Linked DNA regions of Zea mays: region 1 is linked to region 2. A link is a contact called in public Hi-C data. All regions are on one chromosome and are shown on one strand. The core of a region is the stretch at or near the end of the contact, and the rest is flanking DNA. Distances in the headings are between cores, read along the strand shown.

Region 1 (7,226 bases), core at 3,175-5,674, 420 kb before region 2:
CCACGACCCGGGCCGGACAGCGACGACGCGTTCCTTGACGTCCCCATGTGCAAGGTCAGGAAAACCTCCGCTCCCAACACGCCGTGGCCCAGCGTCGGCACCCTCTCCGGTGGGATAAGGGAAATGAAAGTAACACTTGCGTGGGATCCCCGAATGCTCCTTTTATTTAGAGGATGTACAGTAGAGAGATACTAAAGCGATTCTTCGAGCATAAGACACAACTAAGAGACTTTATTATGTAATAGAAAGTTTATAAATATAATTTATTAATAAATATAAAAATAAATATAACTGTACAATATCATATCGATAGAATAGATAACAGATTCCTACAGTAAAAGATAGACGTCTATTGTTAATATGTCTCTTCACAGAGAGACAGGTCCAACGATTTTTTTTAATAAATATCCCCTTTAGAGCTGATTTGGTGATTCGGGATTTCGGGAGGATTGGAGGGGATTGAGAGAGAAATTAGTTTATTTCCCCTTCAATCCTCCCGTGATCCACTTGTCACCAAATCAACCCTTAAGCACATTAAAAACCTCTACATTAAACACATCTGTACATGCTTTCTTGGTAGAACTCTTAGCAGAGTAATGAAATTGTATCAACTCTTCCAATATGACAGATTTATGGAAACTAGTTTGCTAGGAGTACACCGACCAACTCTGGTTCCATAGGATAATTCAAGTTGCAGAGTACCTTACGTCCCAAAACAAGTGCAGTTCACTTCTGGAATCAAGGAAAGGAATCAGTGTCTATATTAAATTACTTATATCCCTATAAAAATATATATTCCTATAAACATAAAATAACATGTCACAAATTGCATGTTAGGAAATAGGAATGGGAGGAAAATAGAAAAAGGTACTGGTCCTATTTGGACTATGGCCTAGAAATGCACTTGTCGTGTTACAAATTTTGAAAACTAGAAACATACTTATACTTATTTGGGGGACGAACGGAGCACGCTAATTTCTTCATGGTATTCTATAGCACATGCTGCACAGTTCATGTTTCATGAATATATAGCTACAAAAAAAAAAGGTTACACCTGCATAGTTGCTGCAGCTAACTGTACAATTTACATAACCCCTGAAGTGAGGGAAGGGCGAAGCAACTTTCCAAGATCTTTGGGGTTGCTATGTGGAGTTGTCCTGAAAGGAAAGGAAAGGAAGGCATGAAGTTATCAGTGTTAACACGATACGATATAATCCAGATTCCATTATCTCATTATCTTCTCAACTCCAGCTAATGGCAGCTAATACCGGATAATTGACATCTATACCTTATACCTATGATTTTCAACGGTCAATGGTCCTTTAGCTAGTTCATTATCTAGCAAACCTGATACCGCACTGCGAGCTAAACTTTAGCTAGCTAATACTTTCGGCTAAAGTTTAGCTGAGGTGGAACCAAATGTCTTAACTCTAGCTAATGGCAGATAATACCGGGTGATTGACCCGTAAACCCATGATTTTCTCATGTCCTTGTCTCGGTCCTGTTTGCTAGGCCATTATCCAGAAAACCAAACACCTCACTGCTAGCTAATACTTTAGCTAGGTTGAAACCAAACAGCGCCTTAACAAGGGAGCCGTAATGCTTGATATATTTTACTTTTGAAGAAAACCAATCACCTCACTGCTAGCTAATACTTTAGCTAGGGTGAAACCAAACAACGCCTTAACAAGGGGGCCTTAATGCATGATATATTTTACCTTTGAAGCCGCTGGTGTGGAGGTACTATCAGAATTCCTTGCCTCTGACTTTTCGTTTGAATAACTGGCAGAATCCAACAGATTACATGTTAAGGTTCGAACGGTAAATGTAACCACGATAGTTAGGTGATATTAGAAAAAGATGATGATACTCACGTCGACAGTATTGTGACCCAGACAAGCTCCACACAGTCGACCCATAGAAGTCTTTGCTCAACAGGAACCACACCATATGTAACTAAGTGCGCAAAAGGCCACAACTTCCATCCAGCCTGCAACAATCCAAACATTGTTTCAACTTTGTCAGAACAGGAAAGAAGAAAGACAAAATAGCTAGTAATTAGAAATATTTGCAACAACATTATCAAGAGACAGGTATGTTATTGTTACGAGCCCTGCTGCATGTTCACTTGAAAACCTCCAATAATGGAGTGAGGGAGGGTAGTAAAAGCACAAGCATAGAATGATGAAGGGTTTCTAACTTGAGTGCTACAACATTGGAAAAGCAAATAAAATGGTTAAGTACACACGGTTCTGCTGTTGCTAACAATGATATAATTAAGTTCAGTTCTAGCTTTGAATTATTCTGCTACATGTGATGTCTGTAGAAGTCATCATTCTATGCCCAGAGGCAGGAGTATATATTACACACATACCACTATAAAGGTAGACAATTAATCCCAAAGATATGGGTAGTATCAAAACAATAATTCATGTGGCCGATATGTATAAAATGCCCATGGGTTGTTCGTAATGACAGTGAAGATAAGAAGCACAACTCTTTTAATGCTTGCTCGATTCTCGCCCTGCAAACTGATTAAACTTATTCAGGGAAGATGAATCCTTACAGTAAGCATGGGCCAGAATGTGGACTTGAGCTCGTTGTAGATAGTGGTAGGTGATTCCAACCGAAGGAAACCCAAGACCACAAAGTAGATACTGTTCCAGATCGCAGACCAGATGGTCTGATCGAATGCAACCTTTGCAGGGACAACCCACCAATCCTTGAATGGGAACAGTGCCTGTCAACATAACAAAAGTATTTACTCCATCAGGTTTGCCTTAGAAAGCATGTTAGCCTCCAAAATTGTTGAAAAAATTAAAATGATTCATATATATGTGCCGATTAGTCAAGCTCTATCCGGTGATGTTTTCAAGTCATCCGAGTCGCGATTAATCGTCCAAGTCGGTTTGGACCAATCACGATTAATCGCCCAAGTCGTCCGACTAATCGTGATTAATCGACCTAGTCGGTCAGCCAGAACGACCAGCAAGTCGTCCGACTTGAAAACGTTGAGACTACCCCCCTTTATTTAGTTGTATGCATCAACTCAAGAGCTCTATCTGGTGCCTGCTATGTGCCGATTAGTTGAGCCCCACGATTAAATGTCAAACTGATGGTAAAAGTTGGCCAAATCATCACATACTTGAACACCTTAAAACCCGTTTCATTTGCTTCGTCAATTCATCAACTTAAGAATTTTCATAGCTTTTTGTGCGGTTGAAATACGTCACATAAGGGCAATTTTGACTTGAATGTACAAAAACAAGGCTGAGCAGATCATGTAGCAATGGTTACCTCGCATATATGGTAGTAGTAATGTGAAAGTGACCCATGAAGCGTGAACCCAACAAGGCCAGACCGGAACATCCTAGCACGGTCGAAATCAAATATCGGCTTGCCTTCGTAGCACTGCAAGCATAAGCAACAAAAAACAACGGCAGTCAGTAATCACACTAATGCTTGTCTTATTGAATAGTGGTAGAGTGGCTGTGGAATTGAAGTGTGAAGGCACCTGTGCAATCCAGTCACCAAGGGAGTAGACGACACCGCTGATCATCATCTTGGCTAGAACCGGGTTGGCTTTGAGGGCCTCCTCGTATGCGGACCAGTTGTGCTCCGGCATATAGCGCAGGATCTCGAAGATCGTCCACCCCTGTGTACCGAGAAAGAGAAACCAAATCAATACGCCCGCCAGTACATGGCTCCGAATCCAATCAGGGACTAATTAAATATGAAAGGGAATGAAGAAACATAGGGGACTCACATGCCAGTAGTCCTGGTCGACGGTGAGCAGCTTGGTGAGAGCGTAGGTGCTGGCCCCGAGCACGATGGCCGTGTTGATGCCCCGGTCCAGCATCTTGTTGCCGCCGCCACCGCCGGAGGCCCCGGAGCCCGCTCCGCCGCCGGTGAAGCCCCCGCCCACGTCGCCCTGGAAGGCGAGCCCTCCGATGTCGAGCTGGCTTCCGCCCAGCTGCTCGTCCGGCTGCTCCTCCAGCCTCCCGGGCACCACGGCCTCCCCCTCGGCCCCCGGGCCAGGCAGCACGTCCGCTTCATCCCCCGCAGCGGCGAACCGCAGGGCGCGCCGGAGCCGCTTGGTCGGCCTTGGGAGCCGGAGAAGAGACGGGCCGGCGGAGGGGAACAGCCGCCTGGAGGCGGGGGATGGGGTGGCCACAGTCGCCACGGCCGCCGCTGCCATCGCTGCGCGCTCCTCGGATCGCTACCCGACCACACGCGCACTGCACTGACGCTCGTCCCGCCTCTCTTACCTCGTGGCAGCGGCGCAGCGCGCACGCTTTTATCCACCACGCCGCGATCGCGCGCGGCTGCCTATGGATCTGGAGCGGGCGGGGCCTACAGCCTACTGTCGCTGGCCCTGTGGACGTGAGCCGCGCTTGCTCGCTCGCCTTGAGACTGAGGGAGGTTCCGTTCCACCGATCGGTTTGCCGTCTCGCGGAAGAGGATCGAGGTGGGGAGGGTGATTTTTTGTGGATGTGGTGGGAGGGTGAGATTTGAGCCGCTTGTCTCAGGCGGCTGTGGGCCAGTAAGCAAGATTCCACTGAACAAGGCGGCCGCTCGTGGTACTCATGCCAGCAACCCACAAAAAAATATTACTCAGACAATTATTGCAAAGGAAATAAAAATTATCTAAGTAATTACTTTAAATGCATCACGTAATTCAAATTTTACTAATAACAGTGTTTAGGGCTAGTTTAAGAACATCAATTTCCAAAAAAAAATTATTTTATTAAGAAAAACTAGTTCATTCTTATTGAGAAAACAGAGTTGTCAAACTAGATTGTAGCACAACTATCTATTGGATTATACTCCCACAAGTCTTAGAATGCCAAATGGCGAATGGGAAGTTTCACGTCACACTTTTGGCATCTTGTTGGGTAATCTCGGTAGCCTGATAAAAAAAATGACAAATTTAATATTATTATAGCAGCTTACCCATACACATATCTATGGGGCACGATTGCCGGCGAAGATCACGGTCGAGACGGTGTCTACTGTGACGATCATCACGTGGAATGTGCGGCGCGGGCAGGGGCAGGGGGCGTCGACAGTCAAAGGGTGGAGGCATGGTAGCGCATGTTGGGGCGGAAGGCTAGGCAAGGGGAACGATGTGCGCGCATGTGGTCTGCACTACGTGCTTAATATAGGTAGTAGAGATATTAAGTATTGTATACTTCAAAAAAAAATAAATATTCTAATATTGTATGATGTAGTTAAGAACTCTCTTTTTAGGCTATATTTTGTGTGATATGAGGTCATGATGCTACTATTTAATTTAAATGATGATGCTGAACTTATGGTAAAATTGTATTGGTTCGATGAATTTAACATGTTGAATACAATGATAATACACTATTTTAGTACTTGATGAGATATGGTGTTTCGATATTTTGTATTTAGAACTTACTTTTGTGATTAAAATGTTCATATAAAATGTTGGTGGTATAGGGATACCTGCTACCTATAGTGGGTTATGAGTATGAAGCAATTTAATATCCATAATAGGTACAAATAGACATATATTTTTTTCTCTAGTAAGCATGAGTACTCGTAACTTTGTCCTTAGCGAGAGAAATCCTCTCGCCGACTCGTGAGGTCGGAAGAAAGAAAATATGGTTTCACCTGTCCCAAACGCACTCGCTTCCGTAGGAACGGCATACTCTAGAAATTTCTACAGAGATCCTTCAATCCAAACCACGGGCGTCAACCACGATGCGGACTGCGGAGAAGGCGCGGCGAGTTCAGATCCGGAACACCCTTGCGTGTCAAAAACCATCTCCGCACACGACAGACTAGTACTAGGTATACAGTACTAGAAACAAACAGAACCCGTCGAACCGTGAAGGCTAGTACTCCTGATTCCTGAAGGCGCGATCGACCGGAACCAGCGGTCGGGCTCTGGAACGGCCACGGCTCAGACTCGGCGGCGGCGGGGGCCGCACCCGTTCCGTGCACCACACCCGCGACCGAGCCGGCTGCCCGTGGTCCACACGTCCTGTGCTCGCCGATTCGTGACTTGTGGACGACATCTCGCTGAGTACGTCTACGCCGTCATGTCCTGCCTGTCTGCTCGCTCGATCACGGAGAAATAGTGGTAGAAAACGCGGCCACGTCAAAATTCACTCAAAATTGAAGCCTAAAAACAGGGCTAGCAACGGCGATCGGGGCGAGATAGTAGAAGCAGGCTCCAGAATCCAGTCCAGACTTGGCGGCCCCGGCAGCATCGGGCCTAGCCCAAACAAGAAGGCCCAGTGTTAAAGTGGTCCCATGAAAACCGGAGGGAGCCTGTTGGACCTGGATGTAGCCTGTATATGCAATGCAGCTACAAAGTTTTGCCACAAAATCCAATGAGAACGTTGTGGTGTACTCGTCTTCAGCCATAGATCTATCTACCCCCGACGTTGCACTGAGCACCAGCCAGTCAGTCCAGTCATGCAGGTGCAGTAACGCGCGCCTACCTACCCTGAACCAACCTGGACGATAGCTAGACATCAGTACTGTTACTGCTCGACGGCCGGTCGGTTGCCGTACGTCAGAACGGAACGGTCGTACAACTAGACAGCGCTACAAACAACAACAACAACGCACTGTGGCAGTCACGGAGTGGAGCTCCGACCCGCCGCCGCCGGAAATAAATGCCCGTCCGAGAACGGCGGCGACAAGGCCATGCATGCACTGCACGGCCATCTCGGTCGATGATGCACGGATGGCACGATAGTAATGTGAATGGTCCAACACGTTACTGAGCAAGCAACGAAGCTAGCGAATTTGCGAGAGACGAACAAAAACGTGGAGGAGAAACTGAGGCCACCAGCAGCACCACACCAGCTCTAGCCTCTAGAGGAAGATGAAGCACTCCATGGCCACCGAGGGGTTCTGGTGGCCCAGCGCGCCTTCCTCGCCCTCCGCCAGCTTCGTCCTCTGCTCCGCTCCTACTCCTCCGCCCAGCAACGCCGCCCGCTCAGCGTCGGGCCCGCCGTCTCTGATGACCCGCGCCGGCCTGCTGCCTCGCTCGGGGGTGCCGTGCTCCTTCGCCGCCGCCTTGCGCACGGGGCTCGCGGGCCGGTGGACCGCGCTGGGACTGGGAGAGGCGGGCGCGCGCCTACGCGTCGCCGGGGAGACCGACCGCCGGCCGGACCGCTCGCCAGGGTCCCGCCCCCGCTCCCGCCCGGAGAGCGCGACGCCTGCCCCGTGGCCGTGGCCGTTGC
Region 2 (6,905 bases), core at 4,394-6,893:
GCCTGCTCAGTGCTCACCACACACGTCCAACCGCACCCAGACACCCATCCTTATATACGCGCGCAGCTTAACGTACGCGGTGACGCCGCCAGCAGCTCGCTCTCGCACCGACCGTCCCAGAAATATCTCGTCGGCGGTCAGTTGAGCTGCGAGCAACCATCAACCAATCAAGGACGACGACGCACGGATCGATGGCCACGCTCTCCTCCTGCAGCCGCCTGAGTAGCGGCACCGGCGCCGCGGCTATCCGCCGGCAGCCGAAGCCGACCCGTGCAGGAGTCCTGTTCACCAGCCGGCGGGGCTCCTCCGCGAGCGTTCGCACGGCCGCCGCCGCTGCCACTGCGGCGCCGGCCGCCGTAGAGCAGCAGAACACGGGGTAAGTGGCGTAACAAAAACAAGCTGTCTGCTGCATGCCATCGCTCGCTGCTCTTGTAGCTTTGTTGGCTGACGACGAGTCTGCTGCTGGACGTGAACGCACGGCTTCCCATCGACCTCCAACTCCAAGCAGGGTGTCGGTGTCGCTGCCGACGTGGGCGGAGTTCGAGCTCGGGCGGGCGCCGGTGTACTGGAAGACCAGCAACGGCCTGCCGTCCTCCCCGGTGAGTACTGTTGTGGACTCGAGTTGTTGTTTTGGATGGGATGGGACTCGGGGTTCGGGCCTTGCTTGTGTTGTGTGTCAACACTGAATCTGATGCGCGAATGGGGTGGGATGGAGTTGTTATTGGCAGGGCGAGGGGCTGACCCTGTTCTACAACCCGGCGGCGAGCAAGATGGCCCCGAACGACGTGTTCGGCGTGGCGTTCAACGGCGGCTTCAACCAGCCCATCATGTGCGGCGGCGAGCCGAGGCAGATGACGCTGCAGGTCCGCGGGAAAGCCGACCCGCCCATCTACACCATCAGGATACGCGTGCCGCAGCACGGTGCGTTCCCATCTCTTTCGCCTCGTTAATTAATTACCATGTTAATTGCTAGTAGTAACGATTGAAGCGAAGCGAAGCGTCGTTGCGCGTGCAGCCACAAGCTTGATCTTCTCCTTCACCAACGGGGCCGAGTGGGACGGGCCGTACACCCTCAAGTTCAGGGTCCCGAAGCCATGGCAGAAGAAGCCGCTGAGCTTCTTCAACGAGGTGGGTGTGTGTCTGCTGCTCTGGGTGACGATGACCGGTGGTGATACACAATGCAAGCCTGAGTAGCTGACTGTCCACGTCTGTTGCAGGGCCTGGCGGACGAGCTCAACAGGGAGGGCGCCTGCGACCTGGCCATCTACCCGGACGAGAACATCGCCATCACCAGCTGCGCCATGGACGGCTACCTCGACGAGGGGGTGGGTTCTCTTTTCGGCGCTGCCCCGCTCTGCTCTCTAGTCATTCCAATCATGTGCCATTCCTTCGTCGTGAAAATACTATAGTCATGGCGTCGCCGCGCTAATATTGCAGGGGGATCGGTGCAAGCTGGATATCGTGAGCGGGTGCACGGACCCCAGCTCCGACATGTTCGACCCGCTGGCCACCGTCGACGACGGCTCCTGCCCACTCGAGTCTGATTCCGAGGAATGAAGGAGCTTCAGTTCGATCCTTTTTTTTGTGGGGGGCAAGGAAACGTGGTCCATACATCTTATCAGTGCAAGTTTGTGATCATGTGATACATGAAGCATATACGTGTACGTATTTCACCAGACTACCTGCACCGGTGAGCAAGATGATCTCCTACTTGCACCACCATTAGAGCAGTGGATATGATCTCATACTTGCGCGTTGCACTAGTAGAGTTGTGGATACTTAGGATCCATCATTGCAAACTCTGATACAAACCAGTGTAAGCTGAGCTGCATGGATTGCAGATCTGTATACCTACGGCTCATGCAGCTATACCGTCCTGGATTGTACCACACAATCAATATTATCAAATGTAAGATACGACTTGGAGGGAAGCTTATAAAGACTTCCCCGTGAATGGAAGAGCAATCGGTTCATGAATCATCGGAGCACAGCTCTCAACCATTGGCATAAACAACACTGATCACATCCAGTGTCAGATATTAGGCACACAAAGCACGCATTTGGCTACGCTGCAACTGCATGTCTGAAACTGAAACAAACAAAAACAAGCATAGCGCAACCAACAACCATGCTAGCATTACGGTTCCAGAGTTCAAGGCAACCACAGACGTTAAGTTAACATAGCATCATTTCGTCTTGGTTCATTCGCTACAGTATCCACTCATAGTGGCAACGAAGACTTGTAACTACAGGAAAGACCCACTGCACCACATACCCTTTCCATGCCAAGTAGATCCGCGTCTTCAGTCTCCACCAACCTGGCGTTTCCAGGAGTCCTCCACAATGAGCTCGTCTACTCCCCAGTCTTCATAGCTGTTTTAAAACAAAGTAATTAAAGATGACTACATTGTAAAAGTATTCATAAAAAAGAAGTATGTGCTTTTCCATGGAATCTCACCTTCCATCAGGTAAGTACCGTCTGATCGTGAAGGGTATCTTGCGCGCTCTCAGCTCCTTCATTGCAATCTAAAATTGTAAAAATACATATATATCATTGAGTACACAGTATAAGAACTAAAAGTGATGGTAACCATTGAAAGGTGATTGCTAAGGTTGAATCTCATTAACTCAATTAGACTACAGTTTATCATGCCTTCTATTTAATTATATAAAGCTATAGAAGTCCTTTTCTTTAAATGAGTTTAATCTATAGAGAGGTAGAAAGTCAACATCGACATGCTTCAAGAACACCCCAGTATAGATGGTAGTATCTATGGCATTAAAGGCTATAAAAGTGAAAGCATATAGATGAGATGGAGGGAACGAAGTATAAACCCACACCCTCAAGCTTTTAAGATTGAAATCACTATATGTAGAGCAAAGAAAAGATCAGTTCCAAATCCTCTCTATGAGTAAGGCCTAAGTATTGAAAACCAATTCTCATTTTATGGAACCTATGATAAAGGCTAATTCCAAATATTGATTATTTATCAAGTCCAGAGCCAGGCTTGTTGCAGGGATTAAATTAGCAAGCACAACCGACTGTACATGTAAATGGAAGTGAGAACTTGTTAAGCACTTAAGCTATAAACCTTGAGCAAATGATCACCAGCATGCAACATATGCAAATCAGGAGAACCATATATTTAGGCATGTGCAGAAGTCCATAGCAAGAAGCCATTCATTTAGTTTTCTATTGGATGAAATGCTCCGGACAAGGATGCACTGCTTTTAGTTCTTATGTTATTCAACTAGAAGATATATATCCCCTCTGTTTGCTATCTCCAAGTCTGCATCTCTCTCTCTCTCTCGAAGCTATAAATCTTAATATCCTTCAAGTCAATCTGGCAAGCTGAAGCTTAAGCACAGTAGTTATCACTAAGTACTCTACACTAGAAGATAAGAACATCGAGGTGACTACATGCAATATAATATATGCAACCAAACATGATTTTACCAAACGTAGCTTGCTTGTGCAAGGTAACCAAACGCCTTGGCATTGCATATGTTTATGTTGGTTTGGGCTGTGCTGCGTAAGGTCTAATGCAAGCAAGCAATCACACCCAATATGCAAATGTTACCGATGTTGAAGCTTGAGACTGTGAAACTTTGCAGAAATTAGTAAATACATTGGGACTAATATGCATGAGATATCGCAGGGAATGATACAGAAGGTAGACATATTCATAAGCCATCCAGTATATCTAAAGTATGCTTGGCTATCATACCATCAAACTGATCCACCATTTTTTCTGTCTAAACTAGAAGTCAAATCAATAGCCACATTATTCAGAAAAGGTAATACTAGTAAATGACACAATGACATCTACAATTAACAACAGTACAATTCATCTCAAACTAACAAACAACATAAAAGGAACTGAAAGCTATCCAATGTTCTAGTTGGAAAAAACTGGAAAATTCAGGTACTTTCATTTATGCTGATTGATTCGATTTATGATACATTACTACAGCATAATTAATTTACTTTGTACAATATGAAACATGTTCAAACATATATATGTTATTGAATATTGAATGATTTTGTGAGGAACAAATATCTGCTGCCCTGTAGATCCAATGTACAATAATAAAAAGAAACGTCCATGGCTATTTATCACACATGACATTCAGAAGTCAATCTTCATTTTAGAAAGCAAAGGTGTACTCTGAAAAGACTATTCAAATTTTATTAGATAGTTAGAATGAAGAAAAAAAGGCTAATTTTAATCTGAAGAGTTCCAATTTAAAATATACAGAAAAAAATATTTACCTCAAGAGGGTCAGTTTCACCCTCAAGCTCAACCATGACTGGAGCATTCATGCTGCAAAAAGACTAAGGTTAGTATTAGGTTGGAAGATAGGTTTTTTACATGTTCAACACTCAAAATTATTAACCTTATCTGCAAGGCTCGTGTACCCAGGATGCGCGCACGTTCGTACTTCGTCATGTATTTTGTTGTTTTGCGTTCACGCTTGGTCTTTTCCTGTTCCTTATCTTCACCCTCACCACCTATGACGTCATCAGGGGCATCTTCGTTGTTCTCAGGCTCTTCTTCAGCTCCTTCCTGTTCAACAGAGGTACATTGGTTGTATTGGCCATATAATATCTTCCTATAAAGCATAGAAGTTGAATAAAAGTATAAAACAATAGTAATGTGCCTGCACCTCAATCTCCGGTTCTGGGGGCTCATCCTCATACCTGTATAACAAAAAGAACAATAAGATTGTAAATCCAATGATACAACCATGTGAAACTTAGTGTATAAGTAAAAAGTGACATTTGAGTGATCAGAAGAACCACAAAGAAGTGGTGGTCACCGTTTTTTGTCTACCAACATAAATACCCCTTAGTTTCTCTAATGTAAATATTTACATGAAACACCAAGCTAAGTGATTAAAGCCACCTGACAAGAATTTGATCCAATAATTTATCACATAGTTCTAACCAACCAACTTACCCTATATTATTGCCACAGTTCGAAGGAAGGTGACAAATATATACAAGTGGCACTCTTAAATTCCTAAAATAGATGACGAACAAAAGGTGCAGGTATCTCCCTTCACTGGAGGGGAGATGTCCGATACCAAGGAGAGGAGATGCGTGATACCGAAACCACATAGGGGAGCTGTCATCCTAACTCAAGGATAAACTCGGTCAATCAACTAACCATCGCAGGCACCTTTTATTGACGAAAACCGATATGAATAATTCCAACAAAACCGCCCAGCTTTCATCCCTAAAAACGCTCCTCCACCCCCGACCGCCACTCTCACAAGCAGCGATAAATCAATCACAATCGACCCATTGCTACATATAAACCAAGAGAAAGAGAGAAGATGCGCTCCGTCGAGGCTGAGCGCGGATTAACGGAGATTATGCCTGTACAAATAAAACCTAATAATTCTCCGCTAACCATTGCGCGCCCAAACGAAACAAGCACCAGAGGGGGGGAGGATGAGGGAGAGATCGACCCCATGTCAATTTCGTTGTAATCGTCGTCCGCCATGGCTCCGCCCGCGCAAGCGCCGCTGCTCCGGTGGTTTGCTTACTAGGGTTTTCGCCGGGCTGCTGTGGGGAGGAGACGAAAATAGGAAACTCGAGGAAAGGGAACCAGACCACGGAGACAATTGTATATTTATAGCAACTCAAATACTTATCTAAACAAATCTTTAAGTGCTAGTCTGGCAACACCATTTTTTCGAAGAGTTTTTATATTCATAAGTAAAAAAGAACTAAGAAAATAATTTTTTAAAAAAAATAGGATTCTCAAACTAGTCATAAATCTTAAATTTTAAAAGTGGACAAAAAATGCTTCTCCAGTGGCTCTTTAAATAAACTTGCTAAATTTGTTAGTTGTTATCCAACTTCGTTTACTACCCACATTTAGCAACTCGATAGTAACTCTCTAAATACAGTTGACGTCAATTTCTTTATACTCGCGTGATTATTTTTTTCTCTTCCCACACGGTGAGGTAGCTACGTCGAACAAGTGTGGCACAAGTTTCTCCTTCACCGTCAGACCACTACTGTCCCATAGGTTGTGCCATCGGACCACCACTCCTCCATAAGTCGTGCCTACCGGCCTTTTCTCTTCCGACCTCGACATCATCTGCTCTTAACCCTGCCGTTGTAACACCCTTGGTGTTACGAGAACTAAAACATTGACATGTCATCATAAGTGTTTGCATTACCTTGTTTGGTATATCTAAAATGCATTCACTAGGTAATTTTTTTCAAAGGTGTGATGATTGTGTATTGATTATAGGACTTAGTTTGAGAACCTTGCTTGAGTTAAATGGGAGTAAATCATCTCTCAAGCAAGTGACAGGTTGGTTTGAAGTCTTTAAGTGCTAAAGGCAAGACTTAGAACCTAAAGCAACTTTGCTTTTTAAGGTAGGTCAAGTAGAAGAATCATTTGAGGAACTGGATTAACCTCAAAACCCTAAGTGAGATTTGAGGACACTTTAGACATGAGCTTCATATACTATAGTTAGATTTGAGTTTAAGGATTCACTTGGATTTTAGAATGATGGATTGAGTTGAGGAATCCCTTGAAGAAAAGGAGCCACATTTGAAACCTTAAACTGGCCCAAAAGAGAAATTCAAAACCTAGTGTGAATTGGGCAAAAAAATTCATATACTAGAGCTTTATAGCTTGGAAAAGTAAACAAATTTCTTATTTGGAGATTTCTAAGTTGTGTGAAATAAATTGGAGTAATTTGTAAAAGTTTAGTTTTGATTGAAATTTGAGAAGCTGGATATAATAACAATTAGCCAATTTTGGACCATTGTAACTTTACCGAGAAGGATCCTTACCTAGATTAAAGATGTGGCCCAAACCAAGCTACCCCAAAGTGAGCTACCTACTATAACATGCAATGAACAAAGGAGAAGGATCCTT

Evidence for each region. A called contact is a pair of places that touch in the nucleus more often than the background predicts.
Region 1: a contact with region 2 is called in a Hi-C map of ear, with 2.8 times the contacts expected there. The contact joins the promoter of LOC100216568 here to the promoter of LOC100282532 in region 2. A contact is called at or near these places in 4 of 25 Hi-C or Micro-C datasets (bundle sheath, ear, endosperm and 1 more).

The regions. Positions count from the first base shown.
Region 1 is chr5:20,822,963-20,830,188 of Zm-B73-REFERENCE-NAM-5.0, reverse strand. LOC100216568 reads right to left here and starts at 4,424. Exons shown (of 8, transcript NR_159537.1): 1 at 3,767-4,424; 2 at 3,515-3,655; 3 at 3,298-3,411; 4 at 2,567-2,740; 5 at 1,875-1,990; 6 at 1,719-1,782; 7 at 1,055-1,157; 8 at 400-732.
Region 2 is chr5:20,401,835-20,408,739 of Zm-B73-REFERENCE-NAM-5.0, reverse strand. LOC100282532 (DNA-directed RNA polymerases I, II, and III 14.4 kDa polypeptide) reads right to left here and starts at 5,643. Exons shown (of 6, transcript NM_001155440.2): 1 at 5,476-5,643; 2 at 4,669-4,702; 3 at 4,399-4,568; 4 at 4,274-4,325; 5 at 2,459-2,526; 6 at 1,972-2,373. The coding sequence starts at 5,510. The coding sequence ends at 2,304. LOC100037827 (chloroplast post-illumination chlorophyll fluorescence increase protein) reads left to right here and starts at 32. Exons shown (of 6, transcript NM_001374297.1): 1 at 32-376; 2 at 509-599; 3 at 729-921; 4 at 1,016-1,128; 5 at 1,218-1,325; 6 at 1,438-1,917. The coding sequence starts at 192. The coding sequence ends at 1,557.